Regions from separate parts of the Xenopus laevis genome. Here region 2 is linked to region 1. Evidence: chromatin contacts called from public Hi-C data. All regions are on one chromosome and are shown on one strand. The core of a region is the stretch at or near the end of the contact, and the rest is flanking DNA. Distances in the headings are between cores, read along the strand shown. Region 1 holds the start of ido1.L (indoleamine 2,3-dioxygenase 1 L homeolog). Region 2 overlaps LOC108711590 (R3H and coiled-coil domain-containing protein 1).

Region 1 (6,940 bases), core at 497-2,996:
ATTGAAGGGAGGTGGCAAGGGAGTTTCTCCACCCGACGACTCAAATACCTGTTAGAGAAAATACCCCATGTGCCCTAAGCAGTTTATTTAGATTGATAGCACTGGCTTCTGTCATTAACTGCTGCTGTGCGCACAAAAAGCGTAAGGCTATTCTGTATCTTCCATGAGTTTAAAATAAAATTTTACATTGTCTGATCATGTAATCCAGGCCGGGACTGAAACTTGGCATTTCAAAAAAACCGGGCCCAAACAGTCCCTGCGTGCCCAATAAATAGTGACTGTCTATGGCGTCTTACAGCAGCCCCTCTGGTATTTCCCAGAAACTGTCTGAGCCTGGCATTGGGATCTATAAGTGGTGTCTGTTATTTATTTGTCTGTACAGCCATTTTCTAGCTGTCATAGGCTCTAATAATAATGTAACTATCAGGTCCAGGTGCAGGCAGAGCAGCCAGGTCCCCCACCCGCATCTAATTCTCATTGGTGCAAGTGTCCAGATAACCTCATGGGGGTGCAGGCCCGGGTGCAGTCTCACAGCCCTGGTAGTTCTGCCCCCAGGGGTCTAATTTATATTTCATAATGCAGCTGAATGTGGGACCAGGGAGGAGCAGTCGTTTTCCATAAGAGGAAATGAAAGAGGCTTTACTGGCCCTTTAATATATAATTCACACACTATAGATGAAAAGGTTTTCCCTTGAATGAGGAAATCTTTATTTCTCAGGAATGAGGAAACACTATGTTCAGACACCTGTCTCCTTAGTATGATTAGCCAATAGCTGGGTCATTAAGGGTCAGGACACACACTCAGATTCAGGGAGATTAATCGCCCAGAGACAAATCTCTGTTTCTTTGGGGCGATTAATCTCCCCAAACTGCCTCCCCTGCCTTGCCGCCAGCTAAAATGTAAATCGCCGGCGTGATGGCACTCGGCGCGATTCGTTTTCCGACGTCGCCCGAAGTTGCTAATGAGTGACATTCACCCTGGTAACTACTGGAGGGTGCTAGGAGCTTTAATTGTACAATAGCAGGAGGGATGCCAACAGGAGATACACTTTCAGTAATTAATCTAGCTCAACATGCACACATAATACCATGTGAAAATAAAATCAGCATATCTAACCTTTCTCTAGGAATACATTATTACCCTATGAGAACCAGTTCTTTAATATCCATAGATTTATAAAAGGGGTGGTTCTCCTTTAAGTTAACTTTTATTTAGTTATAGAATGGCCAAATCTAAGAAACTTAACTCATCTTCATTATTAGTTTTTTTATATTTTTTCATTCTATGCCTTCTTCCACTGTCTCTTTCCAGCTTTCAAACAGGGGTCACTCATCCTTCTATTTGGGCCCTCTCCTATTCATATTCCAGTCCCTTATTCAAATCAGTCCCTGGTTGTTATGGTACTTTGAACCCTAGCAACCACATAGTTAAAATTGCAAACTGGAGAGCTGCTGAATAAAAATCTAAATAACTAAAAAAAAATGTATGATGTATAGTTACAGCAGAAAAACTGACTTAATAATTCGTTTTAAATTAAAAAAAAAGAGTATAAAAAAACAAAAACAGAACAATCAAGTCAGTGGATAAAAAAAAAAATTAAAAATTGTGTTTCCATAGATTTTAAATGAGTTTGATAGTTTGATAGTTCTCACCAGTGGGTCCTGGAGAATAAATCCATATTGTTCAGACACATAGAACTCCTTGGGATTAATATCTTGATTCTCCATTCAGGCACAGAATGTGACAGAGTGTCTTGTGTCCCCAGTCCAATGTTATAGAGCAGATCCCTCAAGCCTTTATATACAGACCAGGTGCTGCCTGAGGGGCAGAGTCAAAAGAGTCAGAGTGATAGGCCCGGAGCAGATGGGCCGTCCCAATTTAGTTATTAAATCCAGGGATTTCTGAGACATGTAAATACGACTCCAGGTTATTAGTAAATGTTGACAAAAGGCAGAAAAGAGAAGTAATGTCTGTTCCACTCTGTGCTCTTGTGAGCTTATAACCACATGATGACAAGGACATAGTGGAGTTTCCCAGTGGTCATTTGGGTTCTTCTCTGCTTAGAAAATGTCAAGATTTCTAGCAGATACGTGATGGTATCACTGCCCGACCCATCGCCATGTAGAAGTGAAACTGGGCATTTTTTCAGGGCCACAAAGGCATTTGCTTCCTGGAAACCACAAAAACAAAAACATTATCTGAAATGCCAACAAAGTAACAGCATTATGTTACTAATGATATCTTATTATGCCTAAAATTGATACGTCCCCCTTTACATCCGACTACTGATCTGACAAAAAGGTGAACCTACTAAAAACAGCCAATTTAGCCATTTTTACACTTCATGACTGTGGCTCTGGGATAACAAGTGTAGTAGTTCCTATAGTAGCAGTGAGATAGTAGTGTGACTGTGGGATAGCAGGTATAGTAGGCAGAGATGGTGCCTATAGTAACAGTGGGATAATAGTCTCTGGGAAGGGAGTGTGACTGTGGGATAGCAGGTATAGTAGGGAGAGATGGTGTCTATAGTAACAGTGGGATAATAGTCTCTGGGAAGGGAGTGTGACTGTGGGATAGCAGGTATAGTAGGGAGAGATGGTGCCTATAGTAACAGTTGATAATAGTCTCTGGGAAGGGAGTGTGACTGTGGGATAGCAGGTATAGTAGGGAGAGATGGTGCCTATAGTAACAGTGGATAATAGTCTCTGGGAAGGGAGTGTGACTGTGGGATAGCAGGTATAGTAGGGAGAGATGGTGTCTATAGTAACAGTAGGATAATAGTCTCTGGGAAGGGAGTGTGACTGTGGGATAGCAGGTATAGTAGGGAGAGATGGTGCCTATAGTAACAGTGGGATAATAGTCTCTGGGAAAAACACATGAAGCTTGGTAAATAACTGATAAGTGACTGTGTGTTAAAGAGCTGTTTTCAAAGCCAGGCAAAGTACAAAGACTTAAAGTAAACTGTAACCATGATTGAAGTGCTCTTGTCAAAGCTTAACCTTTGCTCTAATCCCCCAAATAATAAGAAGTAGTAATAACAATAGATATGTAGCCTTACAGAGTATTTGCTTTTAGATAGGGTCAGTGACCCCCCATTTGAAAGCTGAGGAAGGTAAATAATTAAAAAACGGAAAAAAAAATGAAGACCAATTGAAAAGTTGTTTAGAATTGGCCTTTGGATATCATATAGAAGTTAACTGTAAGGGCTGATGAGTTAAACATAAGGAGAGGCTGAAGCTGGACATTTTTGTAACTGTTACACAGTCAGCTGATAAATTCTATAAGCGGAAACTCTTCTGGCTTGTGACTGAATTGCACATTATTGGGGAATTCTGAAGTGATAACAGAACTAAAACAATGAGATTTTTATCATCTATAACAGTGATCCCCAAACAGTGGCTCACAAGCAACATGTTGCTCATCAATTCTTTGGATTCTTTGCTTTCTCAAAAGAACCGAAACCCTAGTAAGACGGGTGAATAACAATATTATCAAAAATGTTACATGTGCCAGTAACCCTAAATATTATTTTGGCAAAAACGATTAACTGGTTGGTGCCAGGGTAAGGACTACAATAAGCATTTGAGGTCTTGCTGGGGAAGACACTGAGAATACTGGTTCTTCGAGACCCCCATATACAGGCTGATAAAAGCTGCCGACAGCTTATTGACCTCCGACGAGCGTCCCCGTTTGACATCTGCCCGAAAGTCGGCCAGATGCTGATCGGGCAGGGTAAAAAAAAAAACGTAGGATCACGTCCTCATCTGTTCATTGATGTGGTCCAACGATCCGACCACCCGGATCACCTCCATTCTGATCCGATTGTTGGGCCCTAGGGCCCACGATCGGATGAGCCCGATATCGCCCACTTCAATGTGGGCTTATCGGGGAGAGATCCGCTCATTTGGTGATATGTCCACCTTTAGAAAATTGTTTATCCCAGGTGCTCCAGTGAAGAACAAGATATGTAAAGCAAAGTACTCAAAGCAACTGGCTGGCATGGGGCACTGGCAAACAGCGGAGTCACATCCTGCTCAGTAGGACTGGAGTCTGCCCAGTAGGACTGGAGTCTGAACACATCCTGTGTTCTTGGATGTTTTCCAACCAAAACAGATCTCAGGGCATAGCTGCTTCTTTTTTAAAGAAGGAGTCATTTTAAAGGAGAAGGAAAGATATTGCCAATAGATTAGTCACAATAGTGCAAGCTATAAGACTATTTATTCTGCAGAATGCTTTACCATATCTGAGTAACAGCTCTAGAAGCTCTCTCTGTTTGTTTAGTATAGCAGCAGCCATATTAGCTTGCTGTGACATCACTTCCTGTCCAAGTCTCTCCCTGCTTGGTTATAGCTCTGGGCTCAGATTACAGCAGGGAGGGAGAGAGGAGCAAACTGAGCATGCTCAAGCCCTACCCTAGAGGTTTAAGCTGGAAACAGGAATGTGGTGTTTCTTTTGACAGAGGACTCAGAGCAGCATTACTTTGAGGGTTTACCGATATATTTATATAGACCTTTCTGATAAAGCTTAATTTTAGCCTTTCCTTCTCCTTTAACTTGGGGTGCCAAGTGGTTATATTTACTTACCTGATCCCCAGGCTGGTGCTCCTATCAGCAGAAACTGGCACCGACCCGTGATTCATCCAACGAGTACCACGGAGAGATCCTCTTCCTGCTACTTTGCTCTTCAAAATTTCCCAGGGCTGACGCCGGGGCAGTAGAACTAAATAACCCGACTTCTTCGTTAAAGTTTGCCTTTTCACTCTACTGTGCACATTGGCGTTTCAGTGGAAAACATTCGTTTCTGGAGGGGGGGGTGGGGTGGACTGGAGTATCGGCAAGAGGTTCAACATTTTGTTCAGAACCTCACCTATGAAGGTCCAACTTTTGTTCAGGGCCCCCTTAGCTTATAGAAACATAGCGTATCAGTCACTCGGCCATAATTCCAAAACTATTTAGGGCAACAAATACACAGTCACCCCAAATCTCACCCTGACCTTCAAAACTGAAAAACAACTGGCTGGCATGGGGCACTGGCAAACAGCGGAGTCACATCCTGCTCAGTAGGACTGGAGTCTGCCCATGGCTGTGTTCTTGGATGTTTTCCAACCAAAAAAGATCTCAGGGCATAGCTGCTTCTTTTTTAAAGAAGGAAAGTCATTTTAAAGGAGAAGGAAAGCTATTGCCAATAGATTAGTCACAATAGTGCAAGCTATAAGACTATTTATTCTGCAGAATGCTTTACCATATCTGAGTAACAGCTCTAGAAGCTCTCACTGTTTGTTTAGTATAGCAGCAGCCATATTAGCTTGCCGTGACATCACTTCCTGTCTGAGTCTCTCCCTGCTTGCTTATAGCTCTGGGCTCAGATTACAGCAGGGAGGGAGAGAGGAGCAAACTGAGCATGCTCAAGCCCTAGCGCTGGAGGTTTAAGCTGAAAACAGGAAGTCTGATACAGAAGCCCATGAGTACACAATAGAAGGAAAGAAATGTGGTGTTTCTTTTGACAGAGGACTCAGAGCAGCATTACTTTGAGGGTTTACTGATATATTTATATAGACCTTTCTGATAAAGCTTACTTAATTTTAGCCTTTCCTTCTCTTTTAACTTGGGGTGCCAAGTGGTTATATTTACTTACCTGACCCCCAGGCTGGTGCTCCTATCAGAAGAATTGTGATTTGGGGTGAAAACTTAAGCAATGTCTTAGATATTGTTAGAATCGGGCCTGTATCTGTAACACTTATGTGGGAAGGGAAAGGATCCCTGAACAAAGGTTGGATCTCCAAGGAGGACTTGAGTGGAGAAAGGCAGACAGGCATCATGAATTTTTTATTGTAGGGTTGAGGGTGCAGGTGTCCTTAGCGAGACATTATCACAGTCAGATGTTAGCGGCCATATGTCAGAGGGGCTTCTGGAAGTTGCCATAGACTACTTATTGGGCTGGTGGGGGTCTATCTAGGTCTCTGTAGTTGAAATGCCAGGGTCCCATAATTTGAATATAGGAAGTTTGTGGGTACATTTTACTCTCAGCAAGACCCTATCAGAGGCGTGTAATGACCACTGCAAAGCAAGGATCAGGTAGCATTGGCAATGTTTAATGCTAGGAGAAAATAAAGAGCAAAACATTTTCTTCTATCATCAAAACGGCACAAGATCATTTTCCCAACCTGCTGCTAAAAAGCAGATCAAATAAATTAACATATGTACAATTCCTTTTACTAAAATAACATTTTCCATTTAAGGGGTCAATAGGATTATTAAAGCGTGGATTAAAAATAGACTTTATCTGTGTCGGAGTTAAGGTAAAACAGTATTTCTATAGCCTAGGATGCCATTTACAGAGTAATCGGACTGTATTTATACAAACAAAAGGGGTCCATAATCTCAAGCAACACGAGACGTCAGACAACTCAGAAGTTTAGTGTTCAGCACATGTTCTTAGCAGGGAAGTTGAGATCAGATGTGGTGGCTGAAGGTGCACTGCAGAGGTTCATACACAGCATAAAACTGATGGAATCCATCTTTAACTGCACAGTAGACTTCTCCCACTGATTAGTCTGAGTCCTGTCCCAAACGCCACAGGAGAAATAACACAACGACAGGTGTGCACTGTGCTGTACAGATTTGCATTCAACTCTTAATAGTGCATTTTTGGCACTTGAGGGTTAGGAGGATGGAGTGCAGAATTGGCACATTCCCTGCTGGAATTATCTTAGATCCATCATGGTGACATCCTGCTCCGTCACTGAAACATGGCCCCCGGCCTGTGGGAGGAAAAAAACAAACAAACAAAAAAAAAAAAAGACGAGTGATTAAAGCAACGGTGACGTTTACAGACTGGCCAAAATAGGAGAGATCATTTCTCCCGTGCCAACTGCAGGAACCAATAAATACCATATTTGCGAGGCTACAACAATCCAAACTCCTAGTCTGAATTACTGAG
Region 2 (6,261 bases), core at 3,314-5,813, 160 kb before region 1:
TTCTTCAGAATGTATCTGTTATCAACTGTGTATCCTGTGCTTGAATGGCTGCCCCCATGGCTACACAGCAGTTTGTTTATATAAACAATAGTAGTCTTACTGAAGCAAACATCAGTTTTACCAGTGCAGGGCAACTGTCCCTTTAAATTAGTGCAGAGTGAGTCATCTGCCAAGCACTGCAAATTCCCTGGGAAATCCCTCCCTTGGCTGCCCACCCCACACATCATAAAGTCAATCTATTTTTAGGGGCAAACTCAGTGATTTCTCTGTATTTCTAGAAGTGCAAGCTATGTAGTTAGCAAGCAAACAATGTGTGAGATAGAGGGGAAGGCAAATGAATGACAGGTTGTATAAGATAAGTAATTACTAGCTATAGGGAGGTTATACTGCCACATTATGGGTCACAGGGGGGCCTTACCTTGAATAGTGTTCACTTTAGGCAACATTCAGATATTTAGAAGGCCATCGCCTTCTAACACTTTAGTCAACACTCTAACCACTCATTCTGTGATTTTCCCTGACTGATGAGACTATTCATGTCAAGCAGAATCAACTTGAACGTCAATAATTATGTGGTTCTGTGTTACTATCTGCTGTAGATACAGCTTATATATTAGGATTTAAAGGGCTTTTAACTTTTAGTACGATGTAGAGAGAGTGATATTCTGGGGCCATTTGCTAATGGTTTTCATTTTTTATTATTTGCGGTTTTGAGTTGAGCAGCTCTCCAGTTTGCAGTTTCAGCAATCTGGTCGCTAGGGTTCCAATTACCCTAGCAACCAAACATTGATTTAAATAAGAGATTGGGATGTGAATAGAAAGATGAGTAAGGGCAGAACTCCACAGTGCAATGTGATCCGATGCAACGCACTGCGAGGAAATGCAGGCGACCAGTTGGAGGTGCCGAATATAATGTGAGTTATAGAAACATCACAGCTACAAATGACATGCATCTGACTGTCGGATGAAGACACAGCGTGCATCGTTCACATCCATCGTGTCGTATGCATGTAGTTTGTAGCTTGGATGTTTCTATAACTTACATTATATTCGGCGCCTCCGACTGGTCGCCTGCGTTTCCTCACAACACGACCAAGTGCACCGCATCGCTTCGTGGAGTTCATGCCTTATACAAAGTAGCAATAACAATACATTTGTAGGCTCAAAGACCATTTGCTTTTTGAAAGGGGTCAGTGATCCCATTTAAAAGCTGGAAAGAGTCAAAAGAAAAAAGGCAGAAGAGAGATGCATGTGCAGTAGAATGAAATAGACGACGTCATTAAAATTTAGCTTTTCGCTCTACTGCGCATGCGCAGCCACGAGAAGAAAGAAGTCACAAGACGATCGCTCCGTAGTGCTCACTGATAGAATCCCGGCCGGTGCAGCTTTCTTCTATAGGTGCACAGGCCCGGGGGATTCAGCTAAGTAAATTAAATCACTTGGTGGTGCCTAACTTTTGGCACCCCTAAGTAAAAATACCTTTCCTTCTCCTTTAAGAGGAAGTTGAATGCTCAAGTTTTAAAGTGGTTGACCTCCTCCCCGTGACGTGCTTACCACTAGAGAGTTATTTGCTATGAAGAACCGTTAGTGCTCACCTTGTCAATTTTTATAAGGGTCTAGAACAATTAGGCCACATCTTGTGACTCACTCAATGTAGCACAGGTAGAACTAATATTAACGTGGATTCTCCTCCTTGTTCATATGCCAAGCCTTCCATTAAAACAATAGGTGCAATAAAGAAGAGCGCAGCAGATTTTTAGAATAACGCATAAAGAATACTTTACCATCTTCAGGGCTGGAGAATATTCCCAAGGCGTGCATCTGATCCACCCATTGCAATTGGAACCCTCGATCCCTATAAGAAAAATGCAGGACTAATAAATTTCTTCCCCAACATAAAAAGCTTATTGTTATGGGTGATTCCAATCATTCGGAGCAAACATTTGACAGGTTGTAATAAAACATTACTTTAAAGGGATACTGTCATGGGAAAACATTTTTTTCCAAAATGAATCAGTTAATAGTGCTGCTCCAGCAGAATTCTGCACTGAAATCCATTTCTCAAACGAGCAAACAGGTTTTTTTATATTCAATTTTGAAATCTGACATGGGGCTAGACATATTGTCAATTTCCCAGCTGCCCCAAGTCATGTGACTTGTGCTCTGATAAACTTCAATCACTCTTTACTGCTGTACTGCAAGTTGGAGTGATATCCCCCCTCCCCGGCAGCCAAACAAAAGAACAATGGGAAGGTAACAAGATAACAGCTCCCTAACACAAGATAACAGCTGCCTGGTAGATCTAAGAACAACACTCAATAGTAAAAACCCATGTCCCACTGAGACACATTCAGTTACATTGAGAAGGAAAAACAGTAGCCTGCCAGAAAGCATTTCTCTCCTAAAGTGCAGGCACAAGTCACATGACCAGGGGCAGCTGGGAAATTGACAAAATGTCTAGCCCCATGTCAGATTTCAAAATTGAATATAAAAAAATCTGTTTGCTCTTTTGAGAAATGGATTTCAGTGCAGAATTCTGCTGGAGTAGCACTATTAACTGATGTGTTTTGAAAAAAACATGTTTTCCGATGACAGGATCCCTTTAATATTTATTTTCTGTAAAGTGTGCCCTCTAGATGAACGGGATAGGATCTCTGGACAAGGAGAGCAGCTCCCAAGCATTTATCCCTGGACATATGTAAAATTGTATATATAGAAAGAACTTGTCAATTGCCTTTAATAACATTTGTCGCTCACAACTGATTCCACTGCTCTCTGTGGCTCACCTGTATTCAGTGAAAGGCTTCAGTAGATCTTCAGTGCGGAGCTCACGTGAGAAGCCATAAACCTCAATGACATGGCCAAATCTCCCATGGTCCGTCTGATCTTCGGCATACGCAGAAAAATCATTCAGGAGGGGCTGAATCTGCACATCCTTCTCACTGACGTTGGCAATGATCTGACAGAGAATAGGTTGGGATTATAAAGAGACTGAAGTGCCTCATAGTGGTGTATAGATATAACTATTTCACAGTGATGTGTGTATCACCAGTAAATCAGCTTAAAGATGTCACATTTAAATTAAATGCTAGTATGACGTAGAGAGTGATAATTTGCCATTGGTTTTCACTTTTTATTATTTGTGGTTTTTGAGTTATTTAGCTTTTTATTCAGCAGCTCTCCAGTTTGCAATTTCAGCAACCTGGTTGCTAGGGTCCAAATTACCATAGCAGCCATGCACTGATTTGAAAAAGAGACTGGAATATGAATAGGAGAGGGACTGAATAGAAAGAGGAGTAATAAACAATAACAATAAATGTGTAGCCTTACAAAGCATTTGTTCCTTTTGAAAGCTGGAAAGAGTGAGAAGACAAATAATCAAGAAAGTATAAAAAATAGAGACCAATTGAAGTTGCTTAGAATTGACCATTTTATAATATACTATTAGTGAACCACCCCTTTAAAGTGACAGTATGCGCCCCTTTTCAAATGGGGCGGAATAAATAGGGCATGTGCTGAACATACTTTTTGCCTATTGTTTTAATTAAGAAATATCTATGGTTTTTGTTATTTCTGGTACTAAACAAGAATATAAACCCAGTTTTACTTTAGTACTTCCTGATCTTGAAGAACTTCAAAGGAGCTGAGAAAATGAATTACCGGTCCATGGAGAAGCCCCAATCATGAGCTGCTCAAAGGCTGTTGTTTAGAGAAGAGACGGGTTTGTTTGTTCAAAGGTAGATAGGGAGGTCTGAACTAATCGCCCTTTTTATAAAGGAAGGGGTGGGGTAAGGTCATTGAAAACTAAATATGGATTTATCTAACTTAAATCAATAGGCAGAATCTAATTTCAGCACAAGAGCTATTTATTGTATTCATTTTTACAAAAATGTTTTTAGGTGTTTGTTGTGAGTTTCAGTAGCTTAGCATGTCACACTAAACACTTTTGTGCCTTTAAAACTTTGGGAAAGACAAATTTTCCCACAAGCTTATGTTGAAATTGCTCAGTCAGGCCCCTCTGATTCCTCTAATGTTTGCAAAGACCGCTTCCTCCCTTTAATAACTTATTGACGTCAGTATAAAAGAGCACCAAACACTACCTAAGCTCACCACTGGGTTGCAGTGCAGCATCAGGAATTACAGAAAGAGTCACAAAAAATTAAACATTTCACAAACTCTATGTCTGATAAAAAGAACTCATATTGCAGCTTTACAAAATCCTATTTTACATCCATCAACTCCATCTGGTAGAGCAGTCACCTTCTAGAATCTTGAACCGGATAAAATAATAGATGGCAATTTATTAAAAAAATCTTTGGCAGTAGCAGGTATATTCTTTAAATAACGATCTGCATTTATACATAGAAATTGGGGCTGCCAAATTGTGTAAGGGGATGTTCAGCTTCAGAGAAATAGGGCCACCATCTGGGAGGCACAGTTGTACAGCTCCCAGTGGATTATAAATTTAAAAGTGGACCAGGCCATGCCGCACTTCCAGGAACCCGAATCTGCAGAGAGCCGAACCTGCTGCAAGAGCTGAAGTCACAGAATGGAGCTGAAGCTGCTGAAAGGGACCCAAGGCCACTGAAGAAAGCCAAAGAAGCTGTTGTCGCTTCAAGGTCAGTGGTCTCTTTTTATTTTTTTAATAAACTATTATGGGGACCCTGGCCACCAATTGATTTTCTTTAACTTTGTGGGGGAAGCCTGTCCATTTTTTTTTACTTCTGTAGGAAGCCCTTGCCATCAATGTTTTTTTTTTTTAACCTATAGGGGGACCCTGGCCCCCAATGGTTGTTTTTCAACCAAAGGATTAAACAAAATGGCTTTTATTTGTACATTAGAAATGCAAATTCTAAAACCAAGTGCAATTTAGGTTAGAGCAGGAACCTACCTTGAAGTGTTGGCAGGCTTAAAAATCCCTTTGCCAAAATATCCTGTTCAGAGCTCATGTCTATGTGGCCTTTTTAATGTGGTGGGGTCCAGAAAATGTTGTTGTTGTACGGGACCCCATGATTTCTGGTGGTGGCTCTACAGATGAATGTCTGAATTTGAACAGCCAGTGTCATTACAAATTTTTTTTCTAAAAGATCTTTGTTTTAAAAAGCTAAGCTGCTGTCGATTTTGACTCCAACTGCTCCAGTAAAACAGAAATTAAGTATATTCTAGAATGTCCTATTGTACCAACTATTAAATTGACCTTCATTATTTTTTATAGTTTCTTAATTATTCTTCATCTTCATTCTGGTCTTTAAATGGGGATCACTGACCACGGCAGCAAAAACCTATTGCTCTGTGAGGCTTCAATTTTATTCTGTTATTTTTTTTATTTTTATTTTATTTTATTACTCATTTTGCTATTCAGGCCCTCTCCTATTTATCTTCTAGTCTCTAATTCAATCCGCTGTCTGGTTCCTAGGGTAAATTGTAGGGAACACTGGAAACCAATGGTTATCTTTTGACCAAGAGATTAATCCAAATGGCTCTTATTTGTACGAGAAATGCAAATTCTAAAAGGAAGTGCAATTTAGGTTACCATAGATGTCTGCTTAAAAAGTCTACCTTGGTGTGATGGCAGGTTTAAAAATCCTTTGGCCAAAAGTTACTGCTCAGAGCAGTGTGACCTTTTTTTTTACTGTGGGGTGGGTGGATGATGCGCCAGAAAATGTTGTCGTATGGGACCCCATCTGATGGCGGCCCTGCAGATAAATGTTTGAATGTGAACAGCCAGTGTCATTACTATTCCATAAATGATTTATGTCTATATGCTAGTTAAAGGTAAGATATAAATACACCTTTATTCCACTTACTTCTTTTAGTATTTGCTGTAATATTCCTGGTTCTTCTGGTGATCGGTCATTTGTTGCTGGCTCAGCCCTCCCCTTCTCTTGTGCATCACCCTGTCTGTATGTGTCACACAGTGGAGACTTTTCCTCTTCACTTATTCTAGTGCAGATGTCAGTTTTTTTATCTTGGGCAAAAGGATTGCTCTCTCCTTTATCTTCCCCCTGGACACTTCCGGCTCCTCTGTTGTCATTGTCGTTAGCTTCTGAGGGTCCAGGAACATCCTTGCATTCTGCAAGAGACCCCTCCATTCTATCCTCTGGGCCCTCACAGAGCAGCACTTTCCCTGGCTCTCTAAAGCGTTCTTCAGAAGCACTTTCTGGGCTCACCAAATCTGAAAGTGGTATCAGAGCACCCATTTTTTGACCTTCCTCAGTGGGGGCTATTATTTGTAATTCTGTACTTCTGGGTTCACACAAC

Evidence for each region. Hi-C and Micro-C count contacts between places; a contact is called where the count stands out from the background.
Region 2: a contact with region 1 is called in a Hi-C map of the XTC cell line, with 4 times the contacts expected there. The contact joins the enhancer-like site here to the promoter of ido1.L in region 1. A contact is called at or near these places in 2 of 4 Hi-C or Micro-C datasets (the XL177 cell line and the XTC cell line).

What each region holds. Positions count from the first base shown.
Region 1 is chr3L:134,922,873-134,929,812 of Xenopus_laevis_v10.1, reverse strand. ido1.L (indoleamine 2,3-dioxygenase 1 L homeolog) reads right to left here and starts at 1,746. Exons shown (of 10, transcript NM_001097817.1): 1 at 1,654-1,746. The coding sequence starts at 1,728. stambp.L (STAM binding protein L homeolog) reads right to left here. Exons shown (of 10, transcript NM_001094609.1): 10 at 6,077-6,761. The coding sequence ends at 6,705.
Region 2 is chr3L:135,083,058-135,089,318 of Xenopus_laevis_v10.1, reverse strand. It overlaps LOC108711590 (R3H and coiled-coil domain-containing protein 1), which reads right to left. Exons shown (of 8, transcript XM_018253472.2): 4 at 5,808-6,261; 5 at 2,787-2,959; 6 at 1,785-1,855. Among protein-coding and RNA genes, the nearest start is that of LOC108711590, 9.2 kb to the right of the region's middle. Within about 2 kb of position 4,563, at least 1 of the 7 cell types and tissues checked has an H3K27ac peak or open chromatin away from gene starts, as enhancers often do.